Linked DNA regions of Zea mays: region 1 is linked to region 2. The links are chromatin contacts, called in public Hi-C maps. All regions are on one chromosome and are shown on one strand. Each heading gives the region's core, a stretch centred on a gene start, on an enhancer-like site or on the middle of the called end of the contact. The rest is flanking DNA. Distances are from core to core; before and after follow the strand shown.

Region 1 (7,049 bases), core at 4,512-7,011, 310 kb before region 2:
AGATCCACGTCTGGAGATTCTGGACAGGTATGTTTAGAACGACAGGTGCGATGAGACCATCGCCTGGACCTTCTCGAGGTCCATGCCAGGAGACAGCACGTAACTAGCAGCAACAGCGAGCGCGATGACCACCAGGCTGCTCTTCAGGCAGGTGGCGCCACGGGTCAGCTTTCCAAAGATCGCCTTGCAGTGCTTGTCTGCTTCTTTGATAGATGCCTGCTTTCCAGCATCTGTTGTGGACTCCAGCGCAGCCTCATTCTGCCATAGCAACAAATGTACGAATTAGAGGTTTAAAATACATGAATGTCTAAGGATATGCATATGCTATGAGTAATAATATTGCATGCCTTGGTCAAACTAGTATGCTTTGGCTGTGCATATGAATCACAGTGGGAAATGCCTAAAGTAACATAATATGTGTTGTTCATTTTGGCATCATACCTTCAGGCACTTCACAACGTGAGTTAACATTTTAAAAACTATTCCTTTTAGTTTATTCAGGAGTAGCAAAAAGTTGCACATAAAATATAATGTGAATGAGATTAACATCTGAACTGTAAAAATGTTGAAGTTAAACAAAGCAATTTATGAAACAATCACTTGTCTTACCTTAGCCTTAAAGTTCTTCACTGTTGCCTTGAGAGCTTCAGAACTGAGCTTAGGAGACACATCCCTCCAATCAATCACAACTTTGCTCAGGACAGCAACACTGGCTTCAATATTTTCAAGATAAATTCTTTCCTGAGAATTGAAAAAACAAGCCACTTAAGGCACAACTTTCTTGCGTGGAGCTACAGTACAAGGACAAATGGACAAAAGACTAAAGAATACTCACCCACTGCTTGTAAGACTCTGCATTTTGAGTTAAGCACCAAATGAAAACATCAACAGCCTCCCTGGTGAGCTCTGCGTTGTCTGGATATGATATCGCCAGTAAGCTAATTAGATGTGTATCAAAACAAAGGCAAAAAGGACTGTACAGTAAGCTATTAAAAGATAGTATGTCGACTCACTTTCTTGCATTGCTTTTGCACACAAAGGTAAAAGCTGTTGTGATGCTTGTTTCACAGTTTTTGAGCCAGGAGGACCGGCAAGAGCCAACTCCTTGATTATTGGGTAGGCTGCTTCAAACCTTTCTGTAGCCTACAGAATTGTTTTAGGTCATCAGAGCATGACTCATGAATGTTTACTAACAAGAGCTTAGGAAGGAAAAAAATGAACCTTCACTCGAGCATTAGAAACAGGAAATGTGGCTCTCATGAACAAGTCAAATGAAACAGGGGGAACTAAGCGTTCTCCCTTTCTAACAGCACCATTCAATAATATAGAACGAGCTTTGGTGACAGACAAAATTCTACACACAAACAATACGAGGTGTTAGAACTACAAATATTTTCAAAGTGTGTTAAAACGAAATCAGAATGGTGCTTTATAATATACAACACAGCAACACCATGATGTTACTAATTAGAGCTTTATACTAAGTAATACCTTTCAAGCAACTGCAAAACCAAATCTCTTGCAAGGGGATTCCCACTTGACTTCGCACATAATGTGGGAAATAGAGAATGAGCCCAGCAAAACATGCCAGACACTAGGTCACCTTGAGAGGCCTGCAGTGCATCAGAAAAGAATTGGTACAAAAAAAATATAATTATAAAAATGGTAAAGAATTGGAAAGCATAAGTAGTAACTAGCACAAAGGTGCCAGGGAAGAGAGTACCTGAGCAATAACCCAGACAATGATGGGAAGCTTTTCCTGTCCCAGATATTTATTGTTTCCCATTATCTTTGGCATAACATTTACCAGTACATCAGGCTTTCTTCTTAAAGTCATGGCAAGAACAACAAAGATTGCAACCTGTCATCATCAACAATCAGTAAAAAAGTACCAGCCAAAAAGAAAGACCGAGCCATTCATCATTACAAATAAAAGGCCAATAATTCAGTGAGTGTTGGTCAACATCAACAACTTAAGATTTATCATATAGATAAACCTATATGATCCATAGTCTGGGAGGATCTTAATGCAAATATTTGATTCCGCTCACAAACACCTTACATAAAAGGCAAAAAGGCACATCAACAACTGGAGAATCACAATTCACATTAAGTCGTAAATGGAAATAATGCAAAAAAAATCAGGATCAGATGGTGAACAAAAACCACATTAGAATAAAAAAATCAGTCCTCTGATCAAATAATGATGGTAACATCCAAATACATGTACACATATGAAAGGAGATCTAGAAAACAAATACATCAGGCTATTTGAATTTTACACAATCTAGAAGACTAGAACTTGATGTACATGGCACTACAAAGCACATACTCCTATCTATAAACGTGGAATGTCAGCATATTGCTCAAATAATATAAAATTTGCACGATCTACATAGTTGTTCTTCACAAGATGGTGTATAAACATAATAGCACAATACATTACTAACAGACACCAGTAACAGGGATGTCCAGCTCAACACATATGATAAAACATATGGCATGGCATTGGCATGTCCAGTTTATCTGCTATCTCAGCGCAAGTTGCAGACGAATAAAATTAATTAAACAAAATGTACATTTTCATCCGTTCACCTAGATGTTCACTTGTTAAGAATAATACAGCCATGACCCATTTCATATCCAACAAAAGGAATAAGATTCCAACTGGAATATTATTTGTATTTAGAAACACATGTACATTATACATCCTAGGATGATAGTTAAAAGTCAACATGACTTGAATGTTACCTGGGCCCTTGGAGACTGTTGTGCAACCTTCTTTGAACCCTTAGGGCCAGCTGATGGACCTGACAATTCAGACATGATGCTATCTATGCACCACAAAACAAAGTCTCCCAGGGCATCAGAAGATCTTTGACTGATCCAATCACTCACAGTCTTGATCACAGCCTCAGATATATGGCACAGTGGGATCTGCTCAACACAGTTATTAGTTAGACACATACCGAAAATGAATAAGAAAGAAAAATCAGAGGCATTATCATCATTAAATCTCATACTGTAATATAAAATACAATCATGCTCATGAAGCCAGAACAATAGTGCCAACCACCATCAGTACACGGGAACATTAATTGCAAGCATAGATAGAATTACATAATAACAAATCAATGTGACCAATGAAGGATTATAACTTCATCCTAATATGGAAAATGTTGCTAAAAATATATAGTAATTAAATAACTTGACCCAGCTGTATACTGCAACACAATTGACTAGCAAAATTCGTGTAATCAAGTCGATATTCTTGGCATGCACGTTATAATCATCACATTGATGGCCAGGCCTTGCCTGAGGGGGGTCGAGCAGGGCAACCGATCTGGGCCCCCAATTCCCAGAGGCCCCACCCTAGTGCATACGGGGACGATAGGCAGCTAGGCAGGCTGCATCCCACAGGCAAGCAACACAAGGCAATACTGAACCTGAACGCTAGGGCACGCCGCACCTGCGAGCGTGATTATCTTACGGCGATAGTCCCGCTGTCCAGGTTCTTGCTTCTGTCTTACTTCTATTTTTACCGCTCAAGTTTTTCCATGACAAATTGAATTATTTTAATTAGCTGATACATAGTAAAAAAAAAAAAGTAGTTCCTGTGGTATTGGGGCCTCAGTCTATAATCCTGTCGTGGGCCCCTCAAAACTTAGGAACGGCCCTGGTGATGGCCAATCAGGACTCACGCATTCGGAGCGCCTACCTGCCACCATGCAGGGAACATGCATGTTACTGTAATAATAGGGTGGCCTCAATCACTTTCCTCAGTTGGTTATCTGAGTTTGTTAAGATACGACAAATGTGTCATAACGGTTTCCCAAACCGGAGACGTTAATGCATAGATATTCCAAATTTTAGCGCGAAACATAAAAACACAAATACATCACTACGTGCGGCTAAAGCACAGTAACGTAACATGAAAACATAAACCTCCAACAGGCAGCAATTGCGTCTAAGCATGAGCTGAAAAAAATTGATCACGTGCATATAAACCAGAGACGTTATTGCACAGATTCTCCAAATTTTGGCGCGAAACATAAATACCAAATGCATCACTACGTGCAGCTACAGCACAGTAACGTAACATTAAAACATAAACATCCAACAGGCAGCAATTGCGTCTAAGCATGAGCTGAAAAAAATGATCACATGCATATAAACCAGGGACGTTATTGCACGGATTCTCCAAATTTTGGCGCGAAACATAAATACCAAATACATCACTACGTGCAGCTACAGCACAATAACATAACATTAAAACATAAACCTCCAATCAACAGCAATTGCGTCTAAGCATGAGCTGAAAAAAATGATCACATGCATATAAACCAGAGACGTTATTGCACGGATTCTCCAAATTTTAGTGTGAAACATAAATACCAAATACATCACTACGTGCGGCTACAGCACAATAACATAACATTAAAACATAAACCTCCAATCAACAGCAATTGCAACTAAGCACAATCTGGAAAAAAGTTTCGCATGCATAAAAAACCAAAGACCTTAATGCATGGATTTTCCTAATTTTGGAGTGAAACATAAATACCAAATGCATCACTACGTGCGCTACAGCACAGTAGAGTAACATTAAAAAAATAGACCTCCTACAGACAGCAATTGCATCTAAGCAGTCTGAAAAAAAATGATGACATGCATAAATAGATTCCAGAACAATATCTAGTGATATGATAACTCACATCAACCATCTTGGACACTGTTGATTCTTTGAACATCTTTGCCCATGGAAATTGAGATGCGCTCACAGCTGCAAATGCCCGGCCAAAGTAATCAGCAAACCTCATGAGCTGAATGTCCTGTTGATTCTCGTACGATGCCTGCACAGAACAAATAATCAGAATATACATACACAACAGAAAGTGTACCAACCTTTTGCAGGCTAATCCTAATACCAAAGCCCAGAGCTCCCCGAGATCCATCTTTACATCCTAAGATCCGACTTTCAGGCAAGGCAACAGTACTATATTGGATAGAATTTTGGTTCAACTTGATCCGAAACCCGGTACGTCCTAGCATTTCGTCGGAATTTCATCAATTCCAGCGAGATCCGTCGCTAAACCCTACCCAGATCCGATCCGTAAAAAGACAAAACCTTGATCCGGACCATCATCACAAGATCTCATTTTTTTAACAGGAATTCGACGGGGAGGAGAGGTTTGACGCGGCCTTACCGAGATCTCGAAGAGGTGCGCTGCGAGGTTCTCGGCGTCGATCAGGACGGCGGCCTCGGCGACCGTCACCTTCGGCTTCTTCACCTTGGGCTTCTTAGGCTTCTTGACCTCTCCCTCCTGGCGCGGGGCAGCGGCCTCGTCGGAGTCGTCGTCGTCGGAGTAGGCGGCGCCCGTGGCAACGGCGATCCGCGCGTCGTCGAGGTCGGCCGCCCTGGAGGCGAGCTGCTGCTGCAGCGCGCGGTGGCGCTCCTGGGAGCGCTTCTCGACGGCGTCGAAGACGCCGCCAGGCTTGCCGTTGGACTGCAGCGCCAGATCGGGCGCCGTGGTGCGGGGCGGCTGCGCCTGCTTGCGGTTGCGCTTGGGATACGACACCGTCTGCCAGCCGTGCGAGGGGTCGGAGGAGGCGGCCGCCGCCATGGAGGAGGAGGAGGAGGCGCCCGCGAGGTCGTCCATCGCCATAGCTGCCACGCGCGCGAGGAGGGGGAGGCGAGACTCCTCCTGGCTTTCGAGAGGCGACGAGCAGGAACAGGAAGGAAGAAAGCAGCTGTGAGAGAGACGAGGACGAGGGATGCGCAGGCGTGGCTGGATTTTATTGTGAACGGCGAGCCGAGGGTGCCGCGTGCGTCGCGTGCACTGCACCCCGTCTGTCCTCTCTCCGCCCCCGCTCCTCGCCGCTCTGGTCACTCACAACACACAGTCACACCTCCGTTTTTCCGTTTCCTCGCTGTCTCGGGCGTGATCTTGTGAGACTTCTTGGCTGCTATCTTTTCTTCTAGCTCGTTCTTTTCTCTGGTGCAGCTTTCCGGTTCTGTTTGTTTGGAAACAACTTCGGTGACGCTGACATGAGCTGGCCGTGGATATAGATGCGGTTCCGTCGACCATGGATGGGTACGTACAATTGCTTAAAAAAGCTGCCTGCTCTTCTTCACACTGTCGTACGAAGCTCATGAGTAGGGCTGTAAAAAAGCAGTTGTCCCAGATTAATTAAACTATATAATAAAGATGGATAATAGATAATTTTACTTAAAATGTTAAATGATGATTATATTTTTCACATTTAAATACTATTAAATTACTATATAATACAATATTATTTATCAAGATCCATCTCGCGAGGCAATTTCGAGCTAAGCCGAGCCTGAGCTCGTTGAATGAATGAGCCAAGCCGAGTCGAGTTTGGTCTGTCAACGAGTCAAGCCGAGCCGAGCCGATGTGAGGATCAAGAAGGGGATAGCTGATGAAGACTCGGTGGCGGGAAAGACAACTCGACTGAGGAGGCCCAATAGTCGAGTCTATGGGCCACAGTGGGGCCACATCGTGGGCTGCCCTAGAAGATGAACGGACGGTGAGAAATTACTCGTCGAATTTGTCGCTAGAGTTGGGTGTGAGGAAAATGGGTCTCGGACCATTTGGCTCAAAAGGTTTTGGTGTTTGATGATCAACATAACCTGTGAACTAATAAGTTTGCTAGCGTTTATAATTGTAGTTTACAGGATGCTAAAGTGACTTGGACTAAGGCATTGAGGAAAGCAACACATCAAATGAAGACATTATGAAGATCAACAAGTATCAAGCAAAGTCTAAGAAACGAAGAAAAGTGTTGTCACTGGTGGACTGTCAGGTCGAGGACACCAGACTGTCTGGTGCACCAGGGAATATTAGTCCAACGACTAGTTCCTAGTGGCACTGTGGAGGAGGGCCCAGACTGTCAGGTGCAAAGGCTGACAGCCAACGGTCGACTGACAGATCCAACGACTAGTGGTGCACCGGACAGGACACCGGACTGTCCGGTGCCTACCACAGGACTGTCTGGTGTGCCGCAGAAAGCTGCAGTTTTCCTCC
Region 2 (6,654 bases), core at 1,353-3,852:
GACCACTTGACTTGCCTCTGACATAGTCCCACAACCAAAGTCCCGAGGAGGTGATCATGCAAAACAACAGAATGAGTGCTAATAGCCCAACAACATCAATCACCAGAACCACATGTCGCAGCCGGAACGTCCGCATAAACTACAATACTAGATCCAAATATGGTTAATTTTATTATTTTCGTATTGTTACTGCGACACAACTTTAGTTCAATATATCAATTAGCTAGAAAATAGATTCATGGACTAAGATAATTTATAAAGAACTAGAATTCTTATTACATGTCGAGTGCTTAAGATTAATAATATCATACAATATTTTTTAACATATAGTATTGATGAATTTATCGACTCATTTATATTGTAATCTTGGCTCCGCCCCTAACTGACAATATTTTGGGTCAGGACCTGGGTGGCCAGCCAGCTCGATCCTTCAGGTACGGCCCTGCGGAAAACTGAAGGTTGAGGGACAGATGTAGATTGAGCGTCAACAGTTTATTTATCATCCTTACTAGCAGTAGAAAAGCGTGTGCGACACTAGTTGCAAAAGGCACCACCGCGTTCCTTTCTGTTATCGGAAGCCGCACCTGTTTCTAGATTCAGAGATTCAGAGACAGCACGCAATAAGATAAGAAACATGGTGGTCCAACGCAAGACGCGATAGCCGCCTGTCGCCGCTTGGCGAAAACACTGCGGCTTGCGTTGAAAACAGATGGCACGGTAGCTACTAGTACTAGCTAGCTAACAGCTGCTCTCTGGCAGCTGGCACCAGTACCTAAGCGTAGAACTCCGATCGATCAAGGCCAGCCAGCCTACAGGCGTGGCACTGAAACTTCACATCGTTCTGTCCACGATTGCTCCCGTGCAAGAAGACAGCGGCCGCAGTTGAGTGACGCTCAATTTAAGAGCACCGTCCAAAGCACGCGGTGTTCCTTGTACATGTGAGCAACAGTCGCCCGAGTAACATGCAAGCAGACACAAGCGCGCTAGAGACCACAACAACATGATGGTTGATGGATCCCGCGCGCGCGCCTGCTCTGAGAGGAGGATGAGAACGAACCAACGAACAAACAAACAAACAGAACCGGGTCGCCAGAAAGGGTTCTTTTCTTCCGAAGATGCAAATGATGGCCTCTTCTTTGTAGGAACCCCAAACTCCACTGAACTCAAGGCCCACGCCCACACCCGCCGTGGCCACCGATCGAGTCCACAACCACAATACAGCTTGCATTAACACCAATCTACTTCTGTTTCAGATCGAGCGTCAATGTCTGTGTGGCAGCTCATCAGCTACTGGCTCTCCAAAGGAAGCTTTTGGAGCCAGTGACCAGATCCACTCGTCAATAAAATATTTCCAGAATGTCGTCGTGAATACTGTGTAAAGGCTCGTCCTAGCAGTGTGGTTCAAAAGCATGAGGCAAGAGTTTTTTATACAAATAAAAACTATATATGTAGGAGTACTAACAAAGTAATTATTGGCTAAAGACTTGTCCCAGTGAAATAAGTATGCGTAATATACTGGTCCGCACACACGTATTTTAGTTAGTGTTTGGTTTCAGAGTATAGTGAGATGAGTCGCTCCGCTTCTAATTTATTGATGTTTGAATTAGTTCTATGGAGAACAAAAAGTGATCTTGAAAAGTTATATTCAAATCCTAAACCATCATGCTCCCTCAAATCTTTCGGACGGAGCCACTCCTATTAATGAGCTGCTCCATCGTCCCAACCGTTCCAACACTACCTTAACCATTGACGATACGTAACCGCTCTAGAGCTAGACAGACACAGAACGTACGATCGATAGCACCATGTGCGAAAGCTTCATCTTGGATTCATGCTGCAGTGGACAATAATGTCAACTGAGCTAAAACACCCACCCAGTGGTGGTGGATAACCTGAGCTCATGCAAATATATGGCTACTACAAGTGAAAGTATCTCCCGGCGGAACATGTACAAATTGAATCAAACAACGCAGAAAGACACACTTTTTTTCATAATGCGAGATGCACAAGAGATCGAGCTAGCCACCGTGGTTCTGCTCACCGATCTTCAGCGTTGCATACTGTTGCAGCAGCTTTGTAAGATGACGATACTTTTGAACTAATTCAACCAAAACACATAGCGACGCGCGCACACACACACTCTCTCTTCTAATTAAGCAGTGGTTACCACGGGCACGGGGTAGGCCAGGCCAGGCCAGGGTGCTTGGATTTCGACCCTACCTGTTGTGGAGAGCGTCGGGACAGCTTGGAATCTGGCGCTTGTCGTCTCCGATCCAGGCGGTGGAACGCGGTGCTGAGCGGCCGGCGGCGGCGCCTGCTTGAGGTCTCGGGCGGTAGCCCACGACGACGGGCATCCCCCCTGCGGCGGCCACGCTGCTTGTTGCTGCTGGACGCCGCGGCAATGGAACCGCGGCCGCTAATAATTTAGTGTCGTCGCCGTGGAGGCATGATGCCCACGCCAGGACCAGGCACATGACGATGGGTGCCACAGGGTATCTTCTCTGCGGTCTCTTATTCGTCGCTTGCATCGACGTTTGTGCTAGCTCTTTCTCAGCCAGCTCTGCAAGGGAGAGACAGAGACAGAGAGAGGAGCAGGAGGAAGGAGGAAGAAGGAAGAAGGATTAGCTGCAAAACAGCTGCGCCTGCACGCCGCTGATGGCCATTCCGTTTCTCCGCACCGATACAAAATAATGTGCGCGGGCAGCGGGAATCAAGGAGTAATGCCGCCTCAAGCTAGCGCTCCAAGAGGACTTGCTCGGTAGTATCATATACTAGTACAGGCTACTAGTATGAGAAAGTGACGACGTGGTGTCGTCTGTTTCTTTCTTTCTTTCTCTCTCTTTCAGAGGGCGTACCGGCCTGCTGATCCTGGTCACGCCCAACTAGAAAACACGCTTGTAAATTAAGTTCCTACACAGTTAAGTATCTGGTTATATAGGTCAATGCATGCCTGACTGCGTCTTAACAAGATACAGGAACCATCCACCAGTCCAGATCTCCAGGACCACCTCGATCTTCTGGTGCAACGACGACTCCTCCTTTCTCCAAATGTAATTATAAATAATACTACCTCCGTTTCGTTTTAGTTGTCGCTGGATAGTGCAAAATCGAACTATCAGAAACGGAGAGAGTACTACTTACTGTCTTCCTCTTCCTCTGTTCCTAATAAATAAACCAATTCCTAAAGTTGTCTTAACCAAAAATAATAATAATAAACGAATATTTGATACCAAATAAGTACAATATCAAAATATAGTTTGTGGTGTTTTCAATGGTACTAGCTAATTTGGTACCATAAGATAACTTAAATAACTTTAGTAATTGACTTATTTAGGTCCCGTTCCAAACCTCTAGAACTAATTATTAGTTACCTAATAAGTTGTTAGCGGATTTTAGTTGGGTTGGAACAGCTAGCAACTAATAGCTATTTGAGATATATAACTACCAATTAGCTGATTCGTTAGCTCACTCATTCTAAGCTGAACTAATAGGTTTGGAACAGGACCTTAGTAACTAAGAGAGAACCTTATCAGTGGAAGGTTTCATGTTTTAGTTTCTAAAGCTTTATGCATTGCAAACAATGTCGGTACGTAGTGGCGTAGATAGGGTGGCTAGCGGGCCTAACAAAAAAGAAAAATTGTTTTGTAGTTTATATCTATGGCTAAAATAAAAGAGTTAGCTCATAAAAAGTTAATATTTACTATATATTTAGTGTATATATGTGTTAATTGTTATGACTAGTGACTATTGCATATTGTATATATACATATATTCTATTTATTCACATTATAACTATAGTTACATGTCTTGGCCCCTCTAAATAAAAATCATGACTACGTCTCTGAATTTAGGTGAGTTTTAATCCTATAAAACTCATTTTCATCCCATGAAACTTCATTATCTCTCTCTCCTCACATATCCTATACCGTACCATGTCAACCTATTTAATGACATAAAACTGTTATGAAACGAGACCGGTTTTATTGTCCTTCCAGCATTAGTTCAATGCTCCTTCTACTCTCAATTAAGTAACAATGTTTTTTTTAATTTGACTGTGTATGAACTACAACATCTTAAATACAAGATATACGGACAGATTTATAACCACATAATAAGGAATCTAGCTGAATACTCGTTTATTCCTTACCAACTAGCATTATTTTGATTGTCAACTTGCTTAATTATCTAGGAAGGAATAGTTCGAAAAGGCATGTCATTGCTTTGACTACCGATTATAAAAGACATTTGTGCAAAGGCATACATTGATGGTTTAAAAGATGTGCACATGTTGATAGAGTCGAACTATCCAGATACTTCGACCTTTAATTTGACACAGATGGGCACATATGACAGGAAGTATCTAATTTAGGATGATGTTAAAATCTTAGATATAGCTTATATTTAAGAACACAAGAAGTATATCATCTAGCATCATTTCCTATCGTTCCACCAATGTCATGTGTTACCCTTTTGCTTCCGAAAAAAGCTAAAATTATGCAGAAATGAGGATTTGAATTGTGGTTATTGACTCCAAACCTACATTCGCATTCACCTAGCCAACAAACACACGTCTTTATATTTTATACTCTACACTCAATGATACATGGAAATTGTAGCAATGTAAGAGCATTTTGACCATAAATTACTTTTTATATATGTCAAGCTTGAATGTTAAATTCCCTTGGAAAGCAGTTTCGTAAGTGTACTACTATTTATTTTCGCAAACTAAACTTAGCTGAGATGTTTAGATTTTCCTTTTTTAAAAAAAAAAACCTGACGCGGATGCTGACTATCCAGCGGATCCATTGGTCCAATCTTGTCGTTCGTACCTAGGTGTACGACGTAGGACGGTCATGCAATTAAACTATTGGTGGCGCTGTTTGGAGCCGCACTGCAAGTTGCTGCACATCAACACATGCGTGGCTGGGAATGGCCGGTGCGGCCGGCACCAAATCAGTGTCATCTAGCTACCCACCATCTCAATTGGTCGCCACGAAAAAGAAATAAAAAAATCATAACATGCGGTCGCTCGGAGGCGAGGCGAGGCGAGACGCGAGAGGCACCTGATCACGATGCATGCATAGTTGGCCTTGTCAACGTTGGGAGTTGAGCCTCATGACGTGATAAATCCATGGTTACAAACGAAACTGTCCTAGCCGTTTGTATGGCTTTTTAATCTTCGGACTAGTCGTCCATGAAAATTTGTTAGGACTGGGTCAATATTCTTATGCCTTAAATTACTCTCTCCCCCTATAAAACGTGATGTTATAAAATAAAAAAAAACATATTGTAAAAAATGATATTTTATCTCTTGAGCTGTAGATTAGACCCGTATTAACTTAAGTACTGCATTTCTTTTAAGCTAATCTCTGCATCTACAAATCGCCAGCATGTCCATTCTGTATTATCCTCTTTGCTTTGACCATACCAAAATATACACCAAAACATACAGCATCATAAAGAGCATTTCTCCATACTCGGACAGGGTTCAATGTGTCTTTACCTTCCTCTGTGGCGACCGCCTCTATATATGGCCAACCGGGCCGGCACGACATGTGGTTGGCATGGTCCACGGTCGGCACAGCCCGTCAGGCCCAGCTAATGAAATATGTCGTGCCTGATGGGTCGACGTGCCGCTACCGCGGTCTAGGCACGGCCCGTCAGTCTATTAGTCGTGCCGGGCCGGTCCAGTGACACTATAGTTCATCTGAGTATATTGTATAATTTAACAAAAAATGTGTATAAGTGACTTAAATGCATCTATCTAACCAGTGCAGCTGCAGTTTTATTGTGTTATATATTGAATTCTTATACCTAATATATGTAAACTATTATTTTTAAAATAAAAAATATAACCGTGTCATGTCCATACCAGCACTATGGATCGAGATGATGACCCAGGCACGGTATTATAGCCGTGCCACACTAGCACGATCGTGCTCTTAGTTACGGTTCATGTGCTAAATGGCCATCTATATCCGCCTCCGCCTCCTCGTTCTTCCTGGTGACCGGAGTCACAGATGCTCCTACCTCGGCGCTCCATCCCCTTCTTCTACCCGATTCTCCACATCTTCCTCCCTTGGCGGCCGGAGTCGCGGATTGGCACCGTGGCGGCTCCCGTGGCCTCCTGGTCGGCTTCTTGCCTCCGGTCGCGGATGTATAGTAGAGCAAGTATGAAGAAAGCATGTGCTTGTTTCCTACATCATATTATGTATGCCCTCCGTTTCTTTTTAGTTGTCGCTTGATAGTTCAATTTGGCACTATCCAGCGACAACTAAAACGAAAAGGAGGGAGTATTACATAAAGGATTACATTTGTTTAGGTATGATCTTGAGCCTGTGGGAAATATGCCAAGAATTAATTAGGATACCTTACAGATTGTAGAGACACATGACATTTTTATTATTACTCCAAAGAGGAGGTACTTATTTCTCGTATATGAGATGAGAAGCCATTTTTCCATACTGTGATACGTGCTGGTGATGTCGGTTAAATATGTTGACTAATCATGCTTGTTATTGTCTGAAACTGCATTCTTGTTGTTGTCTGAAACAACCATTCTTGTTGTTGTCTGATCATGCTGTTCCAATTTCCCAAGGCCTGACTGCACACTACAGCTATCACATTTGTTTTAGCTGATGGTGTATCAAAACT

The links. Hi-C and Micro-C count contacts between places; a contact is called where the count stands out from the background.
Region 1: a contact with region 2 is called in a Hi-C map of ear, with 1.7 times the contacts expected there. The contact joins the promoter of LOC100382048 here to the promoter of LOC100278900 in region 2. A contact is called at or near these places in 2 of 25 Hi-C or Micro-C datasets (ear and endosperm).

Annotation. Positions count from the first base shown.
Region 1 is chr3:23,430,972-23,438,020 of Zm-B73-REFERENCE-NAM-5.0, reverse strand. It overlaps LOC100382048, which reads right to left and starts at 5,761. Exons shown (of 10, transcript NM_001394902.1): 1 at 5,208-5,761; 2 at 4,716-4,853; 3 at 2,752-2,937; 4 at 1,724-1,861; 5 at 1,492-1,613; 6 at 1,222-1,354; 7 at 1,014-1,143; 8 at 836-915; 9 at 610-741; 10 at 1-258. The coding sequence starts at 5,666. The coding sequence ends at 34.
Region 2 is chr3:23,117,651-23,124,304 of Zm-B73-REFERENCE-NAM-5.0, reverse strand. It overlaps LOC100278900, which reads right to left and starts at 2,602. Exons shown (of 1, transcript NM_001152027.1): 1 at 1,925-2,602. The coding sequence starts at 2,528. The coding sequence ends at 2,217.